Linked DNA regions of Mus musculus: region 1 is linked to region 2. The links are chromatin contacts, called in public HiChIP or PLAC-seq maps. All regions are on one chromosome and are shown on one strand. The core of a region is the stretch at or near the end of the contact, and the rest is flanking DNA. Distances in the headings are between cores, read along the strand shown.

What was found. HiChIP or PLAC-seq counts read pairs in DNA pulled down with a chosen protein or histone mark.
Region 1: a contact with region 2 is called in a FOXA1 HiChIP or PLAC-seq map of pancreatic cancer cells. The contact joins two enhancer-like sites. A contact is called at or near these places in 2 of 115 datasets of contacts at active chromatin or transcription factors (extraembryonic endoderm stem cells and pancreatic cancer cells).

What each region holds. Positions count from the first base shown.
Region 1 is chr16:21,354,897-21,361,356 of GRCm38.p6, reverse strand. No RefSeq gene overlaps it. Among named protein-coding and RNA genes, the nearest start is that of Gm36224, 33 kb to the left of the region's middle. Within about 2 kb of position 2,731, at least 60 of the 459 cell types and tissues checked have an H3K27ac peak or open chromatin away from gene starts, as enhancers often do. A contact at or near this core is called in pancreatic cancer cells, where this site is marked.
Region 2 is chr16:20,828,221-20,835,056 of GRCm38.p6, reverse strand. No RefSeq gene overlaps it. Among named protein-coding and RNA genes, the nearest start is that of Gm22741, 86 kb to the right of the region's middle. Within about 2 kb of position 5,541, at least 49 of the 459 cell types and tissues checked have an H3K27ac peak or open chromatin away from gene starts, as enhancers often do. A contact at or near this core is called in pancreatic cancer cells, where this site is marked.

The DNA of each region.
Region 1 (6,460 bases), core at 1,482-3,981, 530 kb before region 2:
ATGGCGATTCCTTCTGAGGAGTAAGGAAAGGATCAAGAGCCTGGGCCTGGTGGCTACCTCTGTGTGGGGAGCCCATGTGAGGGCCAGCCCTGCTGTGCTGGCAGAGGAGCCTCTTGAGCAGTGGCTCTCAACCTTTCTAAGACTGCAACCCTTTAATGCAGTTCCTCATGTTGTGGTGACCCCAACCATGAAATTATTCCATTGCTACCTCATAACTGGACTCTTGGTATTATGAACTGCCTTGTAAATATTTGGTATGCAAGATATCTGATATGCGACTCAACGAGGGTCGTGATCCACAGGTTGAGTAGCCACGTTCTAGATGCTGGGTAGGATGGTGCTTACGTTGTATACCTCAGCTCCTAAAATGCTGTGCTGCGGGGGGCAGCCCCCAGCCGTGACAACCTGAACACTAGACAGCCTTACAGACACAGCAGAGGAAGGGACTTTTTCTAGCTGGTGCTTGGGGAGGAAGGGAAATTGCAGTGCAGACACCCAGACCTTTGGATGGGAGCTCCGTCCTCTGAGGAGCCATTTAGTCCAGAGTCAGTGCTGGGTTCTGACCAGACACGCCTCTCCTTCCTGGGTCTCTGCTGTGGTCCTTTGGTTGTTAGAGAAGGTGTCTTGGGTTTGCTTTTGATTGGAGATGGGAGGGACCAACTAGGGCTCACATCCGTGCATGAGAAAATGAGGCCTGGAGAGTTTGAGCCTTGCTTAGGCTCGGGGGCAGTGTGCTGGTCCTGATGCAGACTCTAGGGTCTTCCTGGGTACCAGCATCCATTTTGATTCACTAGGAAATAACGATGGTGTCTACTACCATTTGCTGATAAAGTGGGGAGACAGAGGATGCTCTGGCCACTCCTTCCAGGCTGAGGCACATCTCCATCCATGCGTTCAAGTTCAGGGCTGTTGCTTTATGGATCTAGTACTTTTTGCTGAGATTTTCATTCATTTCGAGGAATCCAGAGACAGAATATGACAGGATCCTTAACAGTACCCAAGATCAATGGTTTGCTGGAGTTATAGCCCAGCAATCAGGGATACAGAAGAGGAAAAAATGCTCTGAGGAAATGGAGAAGACTTCTGGATGCAGTGACATCTAGGTGGGTCCTGAAGGGTAGATACGAGTTTGCTAGAGAAGGTTGTGAATGAAAGAGATGAAGTAAACGTAGGGAAAAAGTATATGAAAGAGCCGGTTGGAAAAGTTTTGTGTATTTGGAAATAACAAATAGTTTGACAGGCTAGAGAGACAGCTCAGCAGTTCAAGAATGCTTGCTTCACTTCCAGGGGACAGAGGCTTGGCTCCCAACGTGTTGGGTGGCTCAGAACGTCCCACCTCCAGCTCCAGGGAAGCCAATGCCCTCTTCTGAACTCTGTGGGCACCTGAACACCTACACCTGAACACCTGAACCGCCTAGGTACGCAGACAGACACATACATACACATTCATAAAAATAAATATAAAACAGATCAACCCAAATAGTTTGAGAAGGCATAGACGAATGAACTGAGAGGGGCAGGGTTGAGACCAACCCAAGGAAGGCTATTCAAGGAAGATGCCAGTCAGGCATGGATCTGAGGTTCTCGCAGCTTCTGCACTGTGTGTAACTTCTAATTTGCATATCTCTCCCCACACACTCCTCATTGCTCCCTCTCCCAACCTTGAGTCGGGTTTCCTGAGATGTTGGTACTGCCAGCTGTGGCCACCAGTGTAAGCTCTGTCTGCCCTCCACACTCCTTGGCCACACCTCTCACTGTGTGGCTGTTATGGAGTCTTCTTGCGCTGATATGCAGAGTCATGCTGTGTTGGGTGGCAGGTTCAGAGAAGCTGGGGCACAGGACTACAGAAATCCCTCTCCTCTCCTCTCCTCTCCTCTCCTCTCCTCTCCTCTCCTCTCCTCTCCTCTCCTCTCCTCTCCTCTCCTCTCCTCTCCTCTCCTCTCCTGGTCTGTCCCAGCTCCTGCCCTACCAGCTCCCTTAGCTTATACTCCAGGATGTCTTCAAACTCCCTCTCAGGACAGCAACTCTCCCGATTTCTGGTTAGTGGCTTTGCCACCCCTGCTCTGGGATCCTGGAATATAGGAGCATGCTTCCTTTTGTCTAACAAGGAAAGGTGGATTCTCGGACAGAGGACAGAGGTGTATTTTGGGAGTTACGGGTCTGTGTAACCTTTGACTGACCACTTCTCCTATCTACAATAGTCTCACCTATAAAATGGGGACATCAGGCCTCTCTGTGCAGGGATCACACATGCCAATCAAGGCACGGTTAGATTGGTGAGAGACTCAAGCAGGACACATTTCACTGTTTCCTCTGAGACGGGACACCTTAGCTTCCAGATTAAAAAACAAAACAAAACAACAACAACAACAAAAACACAAAGGCAAAACAAAGCAGTGTCCCTGCTGAAGCTCCACACTGTGTGGCAATGACTCAGGAGAAAGGGGAAGGTGGCCCCCACCCCTATGGGCCAGTGGAGTCTCTACCAGTGGGAGGAGGAGACCAGCCAGCACTCCTCTTCCAAAAAGAAGGAAAGGCTACAATGTGGGCTGTCCCTTGAAAGCCTCAGACAGGTGACTGTTACTGACCTGGTCTAGGATGATCAGGTGAAGTCTTCACCCGAAGGCAGGCAGGCGGGCGGGGTGGGGGTGGGGCAGCGGGCAGACCCGTGGCTGTGGAGCTGGTTGGTGGAGTTGGCTCACGGAAGAGTATTTTGTATCTGGAATGACTAATGAATGAGCTGTCTCCACTGTGGGAGAATTATGCCACTTAAGCAAAACCCGTTCGAGCTGTGCGTCTCTGAGATAGCGAATAGGAAATGCCTGTCAGGCTGATGCTTCAAAGCCAAATATACCGTCCACGCAGCTCTTGCTGTCTGTTTGCTAAGTTTACTTTATGCAAAATATAACTCAGATGAAAATATGTAGATGGCACTGAGCTAGCTCCCTCCCCCAGAGAAACAGGAAGATGGGGAGAGGAGTGGTCCCCAGACAGCCTGTGGATCTCAGGGAGGAGCAACTAGGGCCCTGCAACATGGACAAGCTCTAGGGGAGATGTGGGGAGCTGGGTTCCACTCCTGCTCGGTTCCCCCTGTGGTTTCAGGTCTATGCCCTAGATATGGGGAACTGGACTAGGTCACATCTTCTTGCACCCCACCGCACACAGGACACAACAGAGGCAGGGGTGTCTATTGGAAGAGCACCCCTCCTCACTCAGCACGCTGGCCCCATCTCTTTCATGCATTTGAATTGTTGAGAGAGCTGGGCATAAAGATAAGATCTTGATAGAGACAACATGGATTTCTTAGTCCATGTTGCAGAGGATGTTTTGGGGCACGGAGCAAGGAATAAATGCAGGCCCCTGGCAGAGAGTCTAGACAGTTATCCTGAGCTCTGGTGGCAGCTCACCTCTTTTCCCATCTCCCCCCTCACACAGGGGTTCTGACCTTCATAGGGGAAGACATTTAGGTTTGTTCTTTGAGGAAAGAGCTGGGCTAAGGTGCCTGGGGCTTCCACGAAGATCTGGAGATTAGAACTGAGCTAAGCATCCAGGGAAGGTATGTAAAGGTAAGGTTGAGGTGGCTCAGCTGTCTGAGAGCTCCCTGGGTTACTTTGCTGGTTACTGAAATAGGCACCCCGCTGAGCTGTCATGATGTTAGAAGTCCCAACAGATAAAACACACTGAGTACACTGAACCTTTCTGAGCCTTGGCCCTAGTCTAAAATGGGGACAGCGTTTGCCAATCTTATCAGAACAGAGGTGACATGCAGCACGCCTGCCACGGTACAACATACACTTTATCTCCCTCCTAATGGAAGCAGTGTGTCTCGGGGCTTACAGAAGAGTTCTTGCAGGGTGGGCATCCCATGAGCTGAGGCTAGGTTTTGGGCCCTTTAACCATTTCATTGACACTTTAGGTCACTGACAGTCCTCCATTTAACCCTGTGTGTTCCTCATAAAGAACATAAGGAAGGGTTGGAGAGTCAGCTCAGTCAGTAGAGTACTTAATATACAAACACAAGGACCCAAGAACCTGCAGGACCCATGATTTTGAGAGGGAGGGAGAGAGAGAGAGAGAGAGAGAGAGAGAGAGAGAGAGAGAGAGAGAGAGAGAGAGAGAGAGAATGAATATGGGAAGTCTGACGTCTCCTCTGTAAGAGTTTGGGACACTGGAGTGGGGTGGGAAGTAGGTAGGGGGCCACTGTAGTACAAAGAATCACAGGAAATGGCAAAAAACAAACAAAACCAAAATAGGTACAAGGTGATTGGTGGTCAGTCTGGGTGCAAAGTGTAGCTGGAGCTCAGCCCCTATGCTTGTCTTGCATGTGGAACCCCAGTGCCTGGGGCAATCTGAATAAAGTCCCATTTCAAGAGATGCTGGAGGGAAGGCAAGACCGTGTCCCTTGCGGGGGGGGGGGGGGGGTAGGCTAGGCAGGATGTCCCTTGGGGAGGGGGATGGGCTTGGCAGGGCTCGGGATTGTAGACAGGCTGAGTCTTAGGAGATCACACAGCACAAAGGGCAGAACAAGTAACCAGAAAACTACAGGATTTGGGGAGGTCACTGAAAGGCTGGCTCCTCAGGGTAAAAGGAGCAAGACTCTGACTCACATTGGGGCTAGCTGGGAAGGTGGTCGCAGTCCCAGGGATGAGGCTTCTTCTAGTCACTAGTGCCACAGCTCTGTGAAGCCTCAGGAAGCCAGACAAAGAAACTGAAACATGAGGAACCGTGGTCCAGAAGATCATTGGAGGGAGGGTGGCAGTGTGCCTGCAGGCACAGTGGAGTGGGACGACAGGACAACTCCTGTCTCCAACCCCAACATGTCATCGGCAGTGACACCTCTCAGTTTCCCTATCTGAAAAGTGGGTATATAATCACACACCTTTGCAAGGCTTCAGACAGAACGAGGCCATTGTGATGATTCTGGGGTACACGCATCCACATAGGTGAATCTATTCTATGATAATTCACCCCTGGGTGGACATCAGAAGCATTTCAGGAAGTCTGTGGAAGAAGCCTGCTCCTTGTAAGAAAGGGAAAAAAATCACAAAGGCTGTGACAAGACAGAAACTCCATTCAAGTTCTTCCTCGGCCACAGCCTATATGTGAGTCCTTCAGCCCTGTTTCCTCTCCTGCCCAGGGGAGCTGTTGATAGTAGCCTGTCAGGGTGGCTCTGATGATTCAGTCAGAAGGCTAGGCAATGTCCCATCCAGGAAGTGCTTAGGCAATTGCTACAGTCATGGTCTAGGTGGAACCATGGGGTACCAGAGAATAAATGGAGCCCAGGGCTCACCTCCTGCTCTCCTGATTGAAGAGCGCTAGCAATGGGAATATTTCTTCTCCTTGCAGAAACAGAGGTAACAACAACCAAGCTGGGGGCATATAAAAGGTCCCCCAAAAGCTCACCCACATGCTCTCTGACAGACCCCTCCAGCATGCAGGAGTTGACTCGGAAGCCAGGTGAGCCACTTCTGGAGGTGAAGAAGAGCAGTGACCTCCAGCTGGGAGGAGCTAAAGGAGGGAGGGAGGAGAGGGGAGGAGGTACTTGCATTGGCTATGTAAACAAACAAGTGATTGGTGTCTTAGTCAGGGTTACTACTGCTGTGATAAAAACATCATGACCAAAAGCTTGGGGGAGGAAAGGGTTTATCAGTCTTATGCTTCCCTATATTAGTCTGTCATAAAAGGAAGTCAGGATTGGAACTCACACAGGGCAGGAATAGAGGCAGGAGCTGAGGCAGAGGCCACAGAGGAGTGCTGCTCACTGGCTTGCTCCCCATGGCTTGCTCAGTCTGTTTTCTTGTAGAACCCAAGACCACCGGCCCAGTGATGGCACCACCCACAATGGGTTGGCCCTCTCATATCACTCAGTAACTAAGAAAATATCCTAAGGGCTTGCCTAGAGCCCAGTCTTAGGGAGGTATCAAGTTGAGTCTCCCTTCTCTCTGAAGACTCTAGCTTGTATGAAGTTGACCTAAAACTAGCCAGCACAACTGTCATGTGCACTTTCTATGTAAGAGGCTCAGTAGATGGCACTCAGTAGAAGCAAAGGCTTTTACATCTTCAACACAGGCTGGTAGGGCAGCAAAGGGAGCCGTGGGAAGATCATCCCATGGCCAGGTACTGCTGGAAGGAAGCAGGGAGGAAGTGGGGTCGAAGCCTGTGCAAGGAGATTGAAGGCAGGGTGCTGGCCGCCAGGATAAACCTGTATCCCGGGGTGAGATCCTTCCGACTGATCTAGCAGGTTAACTTTCAGGGTCTCTAATTTCCTCCTTCTTTAAGATGGAATTAATGGTGTGTGCCATGTGGGATTGTCAGTGACTGTTGGGCGATACATGGGAGTTTGTCCATTCTTTTTCTTTCTCTTTTTCTTTTGGTTTTTTTTTGGGGGGGTGGGGGGTGGGGGGCAAGGTTTCTCTATATAGCCCTGGCTGTCCTGGAACTTACTCTGTAGACCAGGCTG
Region 2 (6,836 bases), core at 4,292-6,791:
AAAATATGTATGTATGTATGTATGTATGTATGTATGTGAGTTGTGTGAAAATATGCCATAGAAATGCAGAAGAGAATGTCAAATGCTCCGGAGCTGGATTTACAGGTGGTTGTGAGCCACCACATACAGGCTGGGAGCTGAAGTCAGTTCCTCTAGAAGAGCATCTCTAGCCATCTTGTCAGCCCTGTATCTGATTGACTTTTAAAGGACCCACTCGCCAACACTGCTGCATTGGCAGTTAATTTTCAAACCCATGAACTCTGGGGGAAACATAAACCATCATCACCTTAGATTTCTGTTGCTGTAATAAAAGCTATGACCAAAACAACTATAGGAAAAAGAATTTATTTTACTTGCAGTTGAAAGTGCACCACAGGGAAAGTCAGGGCAGGAACTCAAGGCAGGAACTGAGTCTGAAACAATGGAAGAATGCTGCTTACTGTCTTGCTCTGTCTGGATTGCTCAACCTGCTTTCTTATATAACTCAGAACCACCTGCAGAGTGGGGTTGTACCTCACTACTAAGGTTGTAGTCTACCATGTCCAGACAGCTTTTCTGAGTTCATTGCAAAGTGGAGAACTCCCTTTTCTTAGCAGGGCTTCCTCTTCTCTACATGATCTTGGAAGTCAACCCCAATCTTCTACCTGAGGAATGTCACATAATCCTTGGCAAAATTACAGGTTCCACTTTCTCTCTCCAGATAAGAACCTGCTTAGTGAGCACCTGGGACTCCTGGAAGGCCTCTCCATGCAAATGAGGCATCCCAGTAGGTTAAGCTCCAGGCAGTGAAACTACATCCTAAGAAGAACCTTCCCACTCTCTAAGATTCATATGTAGCCCTTGATTTGTAAGACCCCCGAAGCTGGGCCTCTGCTCAAGTCCCGGGTTGCGCTGGCCGGCACCCCAATGACCCGACAGAAAACCACACCTGATGCAAACTGCAAGAGGCTTTATTGTCAGCTAGCTGAGGACGAACTCCTTTTGCCAGGCAGGGCAGGGGAGTTCGACCCTGAGCGATAACAGTAGGGGGCTTTTAACAGCTAGCTGAGGAATTGGGAGGAGTTGGGAGGAGAGTTGGGAGGAGGTGGGAGGAGTTGGGAGGAGAGTTCTTCTCTGCTGGGTGTCCTTAGTAAAATTACAATTATCGCATCTCTGGCTGTAAGGCTCAGAAACAAAAAAGGCTTTTTGCTCGCTATAGAGAACAAAGAGCTTATTTCTGGCTGTATTTTTAGAGATCAGGGAAAACAAGCTTGGGGAACATCCTGGGGCTTTACCTTTCAGGGAGAAATGCTTTAAATCGGGGTCTCACAGATTCACCTCAAATAAAGGCTATGTGCACAAACTATTTCATTGAATACTGTCTAAGAGAGCTGTTTCATTAAATAGTATCTGAGAGCTGTAACAAAATCCTCTGAAAAGGCCGCTGTCACCACCACCACCGCCACTACTGCCACCACCACCGCTGCTCTGCTTTATCCTTCCAGCAGCAGTCAGTGCCTGGACACACTGAGGCCTCAACTTGGACAACTTGGAACCGCCTAGTGGTGGCACCACTCCTAGTTAGCTGAGCCCTCCCACATCAATCATTAATCAAGAGAATGCCCACAGACTTCCCTAGAGACTGATCTGACCGAGAAAGTTCTCTCGTCTCAGAAACTTTGTATCAAGTTAACAAAACAAAAGCAAGCAACCAGCACTCAGGACGCAGAAGCAAGTAGATCTCTGGATTCGAAGCCAGTCTGGTCTACAAAGCAAGTTCAGGAATAGCCAGAAATCCACAGAGAAACCCTGTCTCAAAAAAAAAAAAAAAAAAAACCAAAGGATAAAATGCCAAAAAACAGAAAAACTGACCCCTTGTCAACTTAACAAACCAATACATTATCATTAAGCCACAGCCCTTCCTTTCTTATTTATCTCCAAAATTTCATATTAACATTAATGTCACAAAAAAAACCATAAATAACTTTTTAAAAAGTTCAACAGTCTTTAAAAGTTAAGTCCCAAGCCTGTCATGATGGTGCACACCTTTAATCCCAGCACTTGGGAGGCAGAAGCAGGCGGATTTCTGAGTTCGAGGCCAGCCTGGTCTACAGTGAGTTCCAGGACAGCCAGGGCTACAGAGAAACCCTGTCTCGAAAAACCAAATAAATAAATGTTAAGTCCCTTTAAAATAGCCAGCATCTCTTTAAATTTCTAAAGCCTCTCCTCTGCGGGCTCCTATAAAGTAAAAAATAAGTCACAAAACTTCTTGTTGGGGTCTAGAAATTGCCTTACAAACCACATAAACACCGATCTCAATTGAACATTATTGAGACCTGATCCTCAGCCCCAGGACATTCAGCTCTGAAGTCTCTCTACACAAAAACTAAGACATCAACTCAGCTATGACTTGACTGTGTTCCCTAAAGCCCATGGGTTAGAAGCACAGTCTTCAGATTCATGTTTGCTTCTTTTTGGATGTCTGCTGTTTGTTTGTTTGTTTGTTTGTGGACAGGGTCTATCCATGTAGATCTGACTTTTCCGAAACTCACTGTGTAGACCATGCTGGCCACAAACTTAGAGACCTGCCACCCTCTGTCTTCCAAATGCTGGGATTAAAGGCCTCTGTCATCATGCCTAGCCTCAGACTCACATGTAAATGGTGTTTGGAGGAAGGGCCTTTGGGGATAATTAGAATTAGGTCAAGTCATGAGGGCAGGGCCTCTATGGTGAGGAGAGTCCATCAGTGGGGAGGTCAGAGGACAACTTTGTGAAATCAATTCTCTCCTTTTGTTAAAAATAAAAAAGGGGGGCTGGTGAGATGGCTCAGTGGGTAAGAGCACCCGACTGCTCTTCCGAAGGTCAGGAGTTCAAATCCCAGCAACCACATGGTGGCTCACAACCATCCGTAACAAGATCTGACTCCCTCTTCTGGAGTGTCTGAAGACAGCTACAGTGTACTTACATATAATAAATAAATAAATCTTAAAAAAAAAAAAAAAAAAAAAAAGGATCTTGGTGTACACAAAAACAGAAACAGAGCAAATTAGCTTGGCAAGACAATTTCTTTTTGAAAAAAAGAACTTGACAGAATTCAAATCAGGACAGTGTGAGGTGGGGTTGGGGTGCCAGGAAAATAATTTGATGGTTTTGTTTTTCTCTTTTTCTAATGCAGATTGTAATTACGCCTTTTCCCCCCATTGGCTGATCTCGTAGTCTTTCTGGATTTGAAGTTTTGAAGTAATCAGCACAAAGGTAGTGAAGGGATGGAGAGAAAGTGTGTGTTTCATGCCATCATGTCCCTATAATATGCCAGAGGGGTCCTTGGGATACACAGTTTTGCCAGGTTGAGGAGGTTGAAAGTGGGGGAAATTTTGGATATTGGTCTTTGATGGGCTACCTACCTCTAATAGAAAACAACATTTCTCAGACGTTCACCATGTGACTACAGGGATGAAACTCAGGTCATCAGGCTTGGTGGCAAGTGCTTTTGCCTGCTGCGCCATCCCACCCGTCCTAGCAGCAGTGTTTTTGATAAGAGAAAGGGAGGGGTGGGTGAAGAGGCTCATCGGTGAAGTGCTTACCATACAAGTCTGAGGCATGAACTCATTCCCTGACCTGAAGTGGAAAGAGAGAAGGGATTTAAAGTTGCCCTCTGACATTCACATCGGTCTGCTGGCATCCATGTGTGTGCCATGCTTCCATACAGAGAGAAGAGGGGAGATCCACCATGCCTGCATGCACAGAGAGAGAAAGGGGGCCCCACCATGCCTGCATACACACAGAGAAAGGGGTCCCAATATGCCTGAGTACACACAGTGTCCTGCCATGCCTACATACACAAAGAAAGAAGAGGGGTCCCACCATGCCTGCATATACACAGAAAAAAAGGGGGTCCAGTAATCCTACATACACAGGGAAAAGGGGGGGGGGGAACCCCTGCTAGTTCTCTTTAATTGCAGGTCCCACATCTGTCCAGAATTGTTCATGCTTTGCAGACCTTGAAAATTCTCTGGAAGCACATAAGGCTGGCCACAACAAGGTGACAGCAGCCCCACCTGGGCAGCTTCCTCCCACTGTCCCACTTCCCACACAACCACAGCAGTTGATCCAGCAGGCTACCTTCCTTCAGTTTCGGGAGCAAAGAGTCCAGCAGTCCAAGATGAGATTTCCAGCACAGCTTTCTTCAGGGGCATCTTCCTCACAAAACATTTCCATCTTTTTTCTGCATACTTATTCATAGCCTCAGAGTGCCCTGGGGGGATCTTTTTATTTATTTATTTATTTTATGTTTATGGAATAAAGGTGCTGTGCACCATGGTGCATGGTCAGGAAGGTCAGAGAACCAATCTGTTGGTTCTTTTCTCCCACTGAGCTACGTCATGAGGCTTTGAGGCCAAGGCCTTTATGCACTGAGCCATCACACCCATACCACAACATTCTTAAGACAGATATTTTGGCTGCTATTGTTGTTCTCATTTTAAAGAAAATCACAGGACAAGTTGGCTTCCCAATTTAGATTTTCCCATTTATAACCCATATTGGTACTTGGTAGGAAATGTGTAGTAAGGCTGTGTCATGCTTAAACACGTTGGCACTTTTCCTTTCTCATATATACGTGTAATATTTTCCATCTTAAGGAGAAGAAAATTTAATTTCTAAGATCTCAAAGAGGTAAGGCAAGTGTTGCCCAAATAGTTGAGTCTGTCTGGCACCTCTGGCCCCAGACATGGGGGAGGGAGACAAGGGGAGGGGAGGGCACACTCAATGATGACGAGGAAACCCAGATCACTGTAGGGTACTTTCCATCTCTGCCCCAGCCACTTATCAGGGTCTAGAGGACTGAGAGCTTGTGTTGGGGGAGAGACAGGAAGTTTTAGCATCTGGTAACACCTTGGCAGGATGTGACTTGGAGCTGCCTGGTTAGCTGACACACCCTCTCTGACATCCAAGCCAAATACTCTAAGGACAGTGCTCAGCCCAGTCAAGCCCACAGCTGCAAGGAAAGAGGGGGTGGGGAGCATTCCAGCCCTGCCTTGGCTTCATCTTTGCGCTACTGCTTCCTGGTGTGTTTCTTTGTCACGTCTGTAAGCTTGAAAGTGACTTACACTGTGTCAAGCAGTATGGCATAGACCACATAAGGATGGGGGAGTTCATTCATGAAGTTGGTCCGTACAAGAAGGAACCTAGCACTTGCCAGCTGCAAAGGAGCTGGGCGTGCCAAGCATTCCCAACATAGGTTGGTTAATAAGCCTAGCCCTGCAGAGTGCTCACAAACACCTCGGTGTGGAATGCCTAATGAGGAAAGAAAAGATATTTACCATACATTACTAAGTAAAGGCTCCACACACAGGATTCTTTCTTTGTAATCAAAGTGTTCTTGCTTGACAGAGTCCTTTTCTAAGCCAGGCCTGAAAGGCAAAGGTACAGGCTGGATGCACCCCTCCTCTGACAAACAATCAGGTTACAGTCACCCCCATCTTTTCCACATCCCTCACAGGGGATCTGTTGGCCTTCCCACACCCTTCCGATACAAAGGGAGTTGTAGTCACATTCCATCCCCCAGACAATTGAGGAAGTAATGCTACACCATGGGCTGACCTCTCTCAGTCACTCCAGAGCCTCCAAGTAACAGAGTGCCCAGCTACAGAGTTACAGAGTGACACCCCACCTCAAAACAACAAAATAAAGCAAGCAGGATAACAGTACTCATCTGCCAAATCTCCCCCTCAGTCACCCCAGTTGCCCCACTTCTGGTAGGAGCTACATCTGTGAAGCCAGGATATAGTTTGAGCCCTTCCTCAAGGAAGAAGGAACACACAGACACACACATTTTAACGTACTTACATACTTGCAGGTGTGTTTATGGTTTCGTCCTCACACCGAGTTGGTTCATAATAAGGAAGTTGCTGGACCACCAGAGACCAAGCTGAATGCAAATCTAAGTTTGAAAGTTCTCCTCTTGTGAGACTATGCCGGGGCCTAGCAAACACAGAAGTGGATGCTCACAGTCAGCTATTGAATGGACCACAGGGCCCCCAATGGAGGAACTAGAGAAAGCACCCAAGGAACTAAAGGGAACTGCAACCCTATAGGTGGAACAACAATATGAACTAACCAGTACCCGGGAGCTCTTGTCTCTAGCTGCATATGTATCAAAAGATGGCCTAGTCAGCCATCACTGCAAAGAGAGACCCATTGGACTTGCAAACTTTATATGCCCCAGTACAGGGGAACCCCAGGGCCAAAAAGGGGGAGTGGGTGGGTAGGGGAGTCGGGGGTGGGTGGGTATGGGGGACTTTTGGTATAGCATTGGAAATGTAAATGAGCTAAATACCTAATAAAAAATGGAAAAAAAAAGTTCTCAGGAGGCAGTCTGTACAGACATACCTCTGCCCACTGCAAAGATGTCTGTCCACCTTCTCCCCCATAGCACCTCAAAGAAGGGTGTCTGCAGGATGGGACCGTGGGATGTTTCCCAGGCAAGCCTGGGAGTCTGACAGCCCTTTCTTGTGCGTGGTAGCTGCTCTGGCTTAGGATTCTGACAGATTGTTTATTTTGACTCTTCTTTGTTGTGAGGTATATTCATCAGAGAAGACTGCTGGACCTGGGTTTAAGTCAATAGAAAAATCTTTATTAACCAGTGGATAACTACACTGCTTGTTCAGGATCCCAGAGTAGCCCCGAGCCTTTTTCAGGCTGAGCTTTTAAGCACAAAAACCACGTTCCGTGTTGACGTTCTGTGTTGACATACTTTAGTTTACAAGAACAGTTAGCCAAAACTGGAACTACAGAACCCAAAAAGCAAAGTTAGTACCTTTAGAGATTTCCCCAGAACTGTGACTTAGATGGATTAG